2 separate regions of the Pan troglodytes genome follow, and region 1 is linked to region 2. A link is a contact called in public capture Hi-C data. All regions are on one chromosome and are shown on one strand. The core of a region is the stretch at or near the end of the contact, and the rest is flanking DNA. Distances in the headings are between cores, read along the strand shown. Region 1 overlaps EEIG1 (estrogen-induced osteoclastogenesis regulator 1). Region 2 has its middle 11 kb from the start of NAIF1.

Region 1 (3,097 bases), core at 385-2,884, 100 kb before region 2:
ATCCGCGCCAGGGGACTCCATGTGGTACCAGGGACATGGCACTCCCCATTGGGACTGAGGCGGTGGGAAGCTCCACTTTCACTCTGTGTCACAAAATAGCTGTGTTTTCACCACAAGAATGTACTCGTGTAGTTGTTGTAAAAACAACAGTGAAAACGTAATAAAAATGAGACAAACACAAGGCAGGGGTGAGGTGAGCTAGGGCAGCTGTCCCTCCCCAGGAAGCCTGGCAACCTGCAGAGCCTCCCTCTGTACCCAGTGCTGCTCCCGCCACCTTGCTCTTAGACCTTGGGCAGTTCCCTGCACTGCCATTACCTCCTCCAAAGCCAGGCTCTGCCAACTGCCTCATGACCCTCACAATAGTCTTAGGCTGGACTACTCAGCCCATTTCAAAGATGAAGAGACCGAGGCTAGGCAAGCTGCCCCACACCTCCCAGCCAGTAGATAGCTGAGCTGGGCCCGAAGCCTGGTTCCTCCTGACTCCAGAGCTGCCTTCTTCATCACTAATAACAACAATGGCAATAGTAACAACAGCTGATACCCACACAGTGCTTCCCATGTGCCAGGCACTGTTCAAAGAACTTCACAAGAGCCAGCAGGCCCTGGAGCCTGCTCCAAGTGCCAGAGAAAGGTGGTCATGCCAAACCTTTCCAACCTCTGTATGGAGCAGCCACATCATCAGCTCAATCCCCAGTCAAAGAAACCGGGGGCCCGGAGGCTAAGACCCTCACCTGAGGCCCACCACAGGTAAGAGCAGAATGGGGATTAACCCAAGCAGTTGGACTCTGGGTGCGGAGACAGCGACCTGGGGGCTTCAGCTTCACCAACACTAAGCAGAGGGCTCTGGTCTTCTAGCCCCCCGGTTCCTCCTGAGTTGGAGAGCATGACCATGCTGAAAAATTCAGCACCCCTTTACTGGAGAGATGCTTTGTGCCCTGGGAGTGAGTGGGAGCCAGTGGCAGCAGCTCATCCAAGCCCCTCCCAACTGCTGCGGGGGCCTTGGCAGGATCTGGGGGTGGCAGCGGCACGTGGCAGAACCGAGCTCCGCATCCCCGAGCAGCTCCCCATCTCCATACAGCCTGCCTGGCAGAGCCCGTGCTCAGGAAGGGGCGGCCAGGGAAGGGAGGAGACAGTGTGAGAGACGTTATCTCCAGCTCATCCCACCTAAGCACAACCGCCAAGGGGACAGCTAAGGAAGTGACCCGAGGAGAGTGGGTTAACTGCCAGATCGAGGCCTCGGGGCAGAGGGTCGGAGAGGGCCGCAGCCAAGCCTCCCCTGAGCATCGCCAGGTTTGCTTTGCATGGCAGCCTTGCAAGGTGGGCTCTATGCCACCCCTTCTACTGCTGAGGGCACTGAAACTCCAAAAGAAGGCCACCCTACCCGCCACTCGAGCTCATATCCCCAGTGATTGGCAAAGCAGGATTTAAACCCAGGACTGTATGACTTCAGAGTCAGGGCTCTCAGTCGCCACTTTGGCTCAGGAGCCCGGGAAAGCCTGGCGAGGAGAACCTGTGGTGTTGTGGGGCCTGTAGTACCCTGCTCTGCCCCGAGGCACCGCCCAGGTCTCTGAGTGCCAAGCAGGTGCTGGGATGAGCCACTGCAGACTGTATTTACCCAGTGATGACTCAGTGTCACCAGGAGAGGGCGGGGGAACAGATGAATCAGGGAAGGTGACATTCAAGCTCAGGATAGAATGAGCCTGGGGAGTAGCCAGGTGGAGGAGACAGTTCCAAAGAGAGAAAACAGCATGAATGAGGGAGTCCCGTTTCCTTAGCCAATGAAAGCCCCTAAGCCTCACTTTCTATGAGGAGCCCCCTCCAGGCTCCACAAGACTCTGAGGATGTGACCAAGGCTTACCCTGTGCTCCTGCCAAGGCGGTGACAAGGGTCAAGAGGGCAGGCAGACCTGGGCCACACCCTGCACACTCACTAGGGCACACCGCCCCTGTCGTGGCCGCTGTTGTGGGAGCACTGAGTGAAATGAATCCTGCAAAGTGCCTGGCCCGGTGAAGGCTCTGTGATGTCACCAGAATGCACCTAGCTTGTTAGGAGGGTGAGCTCCAACAACCCTCTGCAACCAAGACTGGGGACAAGCAGAAAGGTCAGGGCTGAAGACGGGAGGACGGGACAGATCTAATCCCTATAGGCAGGTGCCACAGGAGTGGGGGCCCTAGGCTGGGGGCATCACCTGAGCCTAGTCATGCTGGCTCCACTTATTCATTCATTCTTGATGATGATTCATTTATCATCAAACAACTGAGCACCAGTGTGTACCAGGCCCTGTTCTAGGCACTCGAACCACGGCAGTAACCAGCTTACATTCTGGTGGGAGGAGAAAGAAGAAGACCAAATAAATAAGAAAAATACCTAGTAGTGGAAAGGAAGAACTCAAACTATATTAACAGATGACTTGGTCTTTCATACAGAGAACCCTTAAGGAATCCACTAAAAAACTATTTTGTTTTATTTATTTATTTTTTTGAGATGGAGTTTCGCTCTCGTTGCCCAGGCTGGAGTGCAAGGGCATAAACTCAGCTCACTGCAACCTCTGCCTCCCGGGTTCAAGCAATTCTCCTGCCTCAGCCTCCTGAGTGGCTGGGATTACAGGTGCCCACCACCAAGCTCGACTAATTTTTCTATTTTTGGTAGAGACGGGGTTTCACTGTGTTGGCCGGGCTGGTCTTGAACTCCTGACCTCAGGTGATCTGCCCCCCTTGGCCTCCCAAAGTGCTGGGATTACAGGCGTGAGCCACCACACCTGGCCATTATTATTATTATTATTATTTGAGACAGAGTCTCACTCTATGGCCCAGGCTGGAGTGCAGTGGCACGATCTCGGCTCACCGCAACCTCCACCTGCTGGGTTCAAGTGATTCTTGTGCCTCAGCCTCCTAAGTAGCTGGGATTACAGGCATGTACCACAACACCTGGCTAATTTTTGTGTTTTTAGTAAAGATGAGGTTTTGCCATGTTGGCCAGGCTGGTCTCGAACTCCTGGCCTCAAGTGATCCATCTGCCATGGCGTCCCAAAGTGCTGGATTACAGGCATGGGCCACAATGCCTGGCCTCATACATGATTACAGGTGTGGTGGCTCAT
Region 2 (3,378 bases), core at 327-2,826:
GGCAACAGAGCAAGACCCTGTTTCAAAAAAAACAAAAAAACAAAAACAAAAAACAACCAAACAAAGGAAAAGAGCCTTTTTTTTTTTTTTTTTTTTTTTGAGATGGAGTCTTCCTCTGTCACCCAGGCTGGAATGCAGTGGCATGATCTTGAAGAGCCCAATATTTTTAAGGAAGTAAACTTTCTTGATGCGACTGGAATGCAGAGTATAAGGAGGGAAGTGGCAATAGGTCACATTAAGGAGCTGATACTTTATCCGGGGAGTTAAGGGACGTAATTGAAGGATGGAACAGGCTGCAGCATGGGTAGATTTGCTTCTGAAGACCCTCCTCAGCAGGGCCTGGAGGCAGGAGGCCAGTAAGGAGTCTGCTGTGGGTATCATGGGTGAGAGAGAACGTGGGAGTGGGGGAGGGAGGAAGAGCATCTTCAGAACAAGATGTGAGAAGAGAGACAGTGGGTGGGACCAAGGAAGGCATCCAAGTGTCCAGCTTGGGTAACTGGGAATGAAAGTGCCTCTCCCAGAGTTCCACTGCAGCAGGGAGCAAGATAGACAAGGTCCCAGAGCCAAAGATCAACCAGTGAGGAAAACAAGCAACTCAGCCGGGGACGGTGGCTCACACCTGTAATCCCAACACTTTAGGAGGCCAAGGCGGGTGGATCACTTGAGGTCAGGAGTTCGAGACCAGCCTGGCCAACATGGTGAAACCCCGTCTCTACTAAAAATACAAAGATTAGCCAGGCATGGTGGCGGGCGCCTGTAATTCCAGCTACTCAGGAGGCTAAGGCAGGAGAATCGCTTGAACCTGGAAGGCGAATCTTGCAGTGAGCCAAGATCGCGCCACTGCACTCCAGCCTGGGTGACAGAGCAAGACTTTGTCTAAAAAAATAAATAGGCCAGGCGCGGTGGCTCATGTCTGTAATCCCAGCACTTTAGGAGGCTGAGGTGGGCGGATCACCTGAGGTCGGGAGTTCAAGATCAGCCTGACCAACATGGAGAAACCCCGTCTCTACTAAAAATACAAAATTAGCTGTGCATGGTGGTGCATGCCTGTAATCCCAGCTACTCGGGAAATTGAGGCAGGAGAATCGCTTGAAGGAATTGCTGAGGTGGAGGTTGCAGTGAGCCAAGATCGCACCACTGCACTCCAGCCCGGGCGACAGAGTGAGACTCTGTCTCTAAAAAGAAAGAGAGAGAGGGAGAGAGAGGAAGGGGAGGGGAGGGGAGGGGGGAAGGGAGGGGAGGGGAGGGGAGGGGGGAAGGGAGGGGAGGGGAGGGGGAAGGGGAGGGGAGGGGGGAAGGGAGGGGAGGGGAGGGGGAAGGGGAGGGGAGGGGGGAAGGGAGGGGAGGGGAGGGGAGGGGGGAGGGGAGGGGAGGGGAGGGGAGGGGAGGGGAGGGGGGAGGGGAGGGGAGGGGAGGAGAGGGAAAGGGAGAAGAAGGGAGGGGAAGGGAAGAGAAGGGAAGGGAGGGAGGAGGGGAGGGAAGGGAAGGAGCGACTCCAGGTAGCATGAGAGTTAGAGATAGGACGTCCAGGGGGCCATGGGCATGGGCAGCAGTGAGAGCTAGCCTGGACCGGTGGGAGCTGGAAAAAGACCTCTTGAGGAAATAAGCAGAGCCCTGGAGGCTACCCAGGAGCTGGGCAGGGGAAGAGGTGGGGCAGGGAACCAGCACATTCTGGCACAGCCTCTAGGGCTCTGCCACCCGACAGACCATTTTGAGAACCACATCCCCCTCTGTAAACCTCCATACTGAAGTTAGTTCATCATCTCTAACCAAAAGACTGGGTTTGTCCCTGCCGGTTCCTCCCAGCAGGCACTCTTTCGCACCCTCTGAGAACCTCGACTGATTGGTCTAGAATTTCTGCAAGGGTCAGGAAGGCAGTTCAGGGAGATTTCCAAGCAAGGCATGTGAGTGAGCCGTCTTAGGGGTAGAGGCCCAGCCCCAGTGGGGCAGGTCCAGCTGCCACTGAGAAAAGGACAAGCTGTTCCTTCTGGGACCTGATCAAATTGCAAAATCATGAGCAAATAAATGATCATTGTTTTCAGCCACTAAGTTTCAAGTTGGCTTGTTACACAGCAAAGACAACTGAAGCAAGCAGCTACTGGTGTTGAGCACCTGCTGTGTGTCCCCCACTGTGTTCTGTGTTCTGTGAGCAACAGCTTGTTAACTTCACCCATCCTCCTTATCAGAGAAGGATTTTTAGAGAAATTAAATAATCCCATCCTAGAGCACAGTCAGGAAGTTAGAGACAGGCAGACTCTGAAGCCCCCACATTTACTTGTGAGGAGCCTGGCTCCTGGCCACAAGCCTACATGCGATCTCTCAGTCCCAACCAGAAGCAATGACAAAGGCTGAGCCTGGCAGGCCTCAGTGGGGTGGCAGGAGGGGGCAGCTGCCCTCCCCACACCAGACTTGAGACACAACCAGTGAGTTGCAGTCATGGAGTCAGCTCCCCAGCCGGTCATGCCCTTGCACATACTGCAGACCCAGCCCAGGTGCCTCTATTCGGTGGCCCCCATCAGGGGGTCTCAACTGAAGCCTTACCCAGGTGCCTCTGCCAGGACCTCCTGGCAGGAGTGTGGAGTGTGGGGAATCTTTTCTTTCCTTTTTTTTTTTTTTGGAGACAGAGTCTCGCTCTGTCGCCCAGGCTGGAGTGCAGTGGCGTGATCTCAGCTCACTGCAACCTCTGCCTCCCGGGCTAAAGTGATTCTCCTGCCTCAGCCTCCTGAGTAGCTGGGATTATAGGCCCCTGCCACCACTCCCAGCTAAGTTTTGTATTTTTAGTAGAGACAGGGTTCACCATGTTGGCCAGGCTGGTCTCGAACTCCTGGCCTCAAGTGATTCACCTTCCTTGGCCTCCCAAAGTGCTGGGATTCCAGGTATGAGCCACTGTGCCTGGCCTAATTTTTGTATTTCCCTCTTTTTTAAATTTTTATTATTATTTTTTTCTGGGTAGAGACAGATTTTTGCCATGTTGCCCAGGCTGGTCTCAAACTCCTGGGCTCAGGAGATCCTCCTGATTTGGCCTCCCAAAGTGCTGGGATTACACAAGCCCAGCCAGTGAAAGGAATCTTGAACACTCTTTACTATCAGTAATTTTCCACTCCTAGCCCTTCTCCCTCTTGTCCCCCTCTGACCCCCACCAAGGCCATAAAACAGCAGGAGTCTTTTTTTCCTGAGGATTCCCTCAGCAGTGAGAAGACACCCCCTTGTGTAATACATCTCACCCTTACCTGGTGCTGTCCTGTGGGGAAAAAAATGGAACATAAGGGGAGTGGCGTTTTCTCCTCTTGCTTACGCCAGCATAGTAAGCAATTACAGGCTTCACTGTTACTTTCACTGTAGCCTGTTGTCTTCATGGACTAAGGTAAGGGGACAGCT

What was found. Capture Hi-C pulls out chosen DNA fragments and counts their contacts.
Region 1: a capture Hi-C map of stem cell-derived neural stem cells shows a contact between it and region 2, with 4 times the contacts expected there. The contact joins two enhancer-like sites. A contact is called at or near these places in 3 of 7 Hi-C or Micro-C datasets (induced pluripotent stem cells and stem cell-derived neural progenitor cells) and 1 of 1 other capture datasets (stem cell-derived neural stem cells).

The regions. Positions count from the first base shown.
Region 1 is chr11:10,498,903-10,501,999 of NHGRI_mPanTro3-v2.0_pri, reverse strand. The region is part of intron 1 of EEIG1 (estrogen-induced osteoclastogenesis regulator 1); the gene reads right to left. Among named protein-coding and RNA genes, the nearest start is that of DPM2, 18 kb to the left of the region's middle. Within about 2 kb of position 1,634, at least 11 of the 24 cell types and tissues checked have an H3K27ac peak or open chromatin away from gene starts, as enhancers often do. A contact at or near this core is called in stem cell-derived neural stem cells, where this site is marked.
Region 2 is chr11:10,397,604-10,400,981 of NHGRI_mPanTro3-v2.0_pri, reverse strand. No RefSeq gene overlaps it. Among named protein-coding and RNA genes, the nearest start is that of NAIF1, 11 kb to the right of the region's middle. Within about 2 kb of position 1,576, at least 4 of the 24 cell types and tissues checked have an H3K27ac peak or open chromatin away from gene starts, as enhancers often do. A contact at or near this core is called in stem cell-derived neural stem cells, where this site is marked.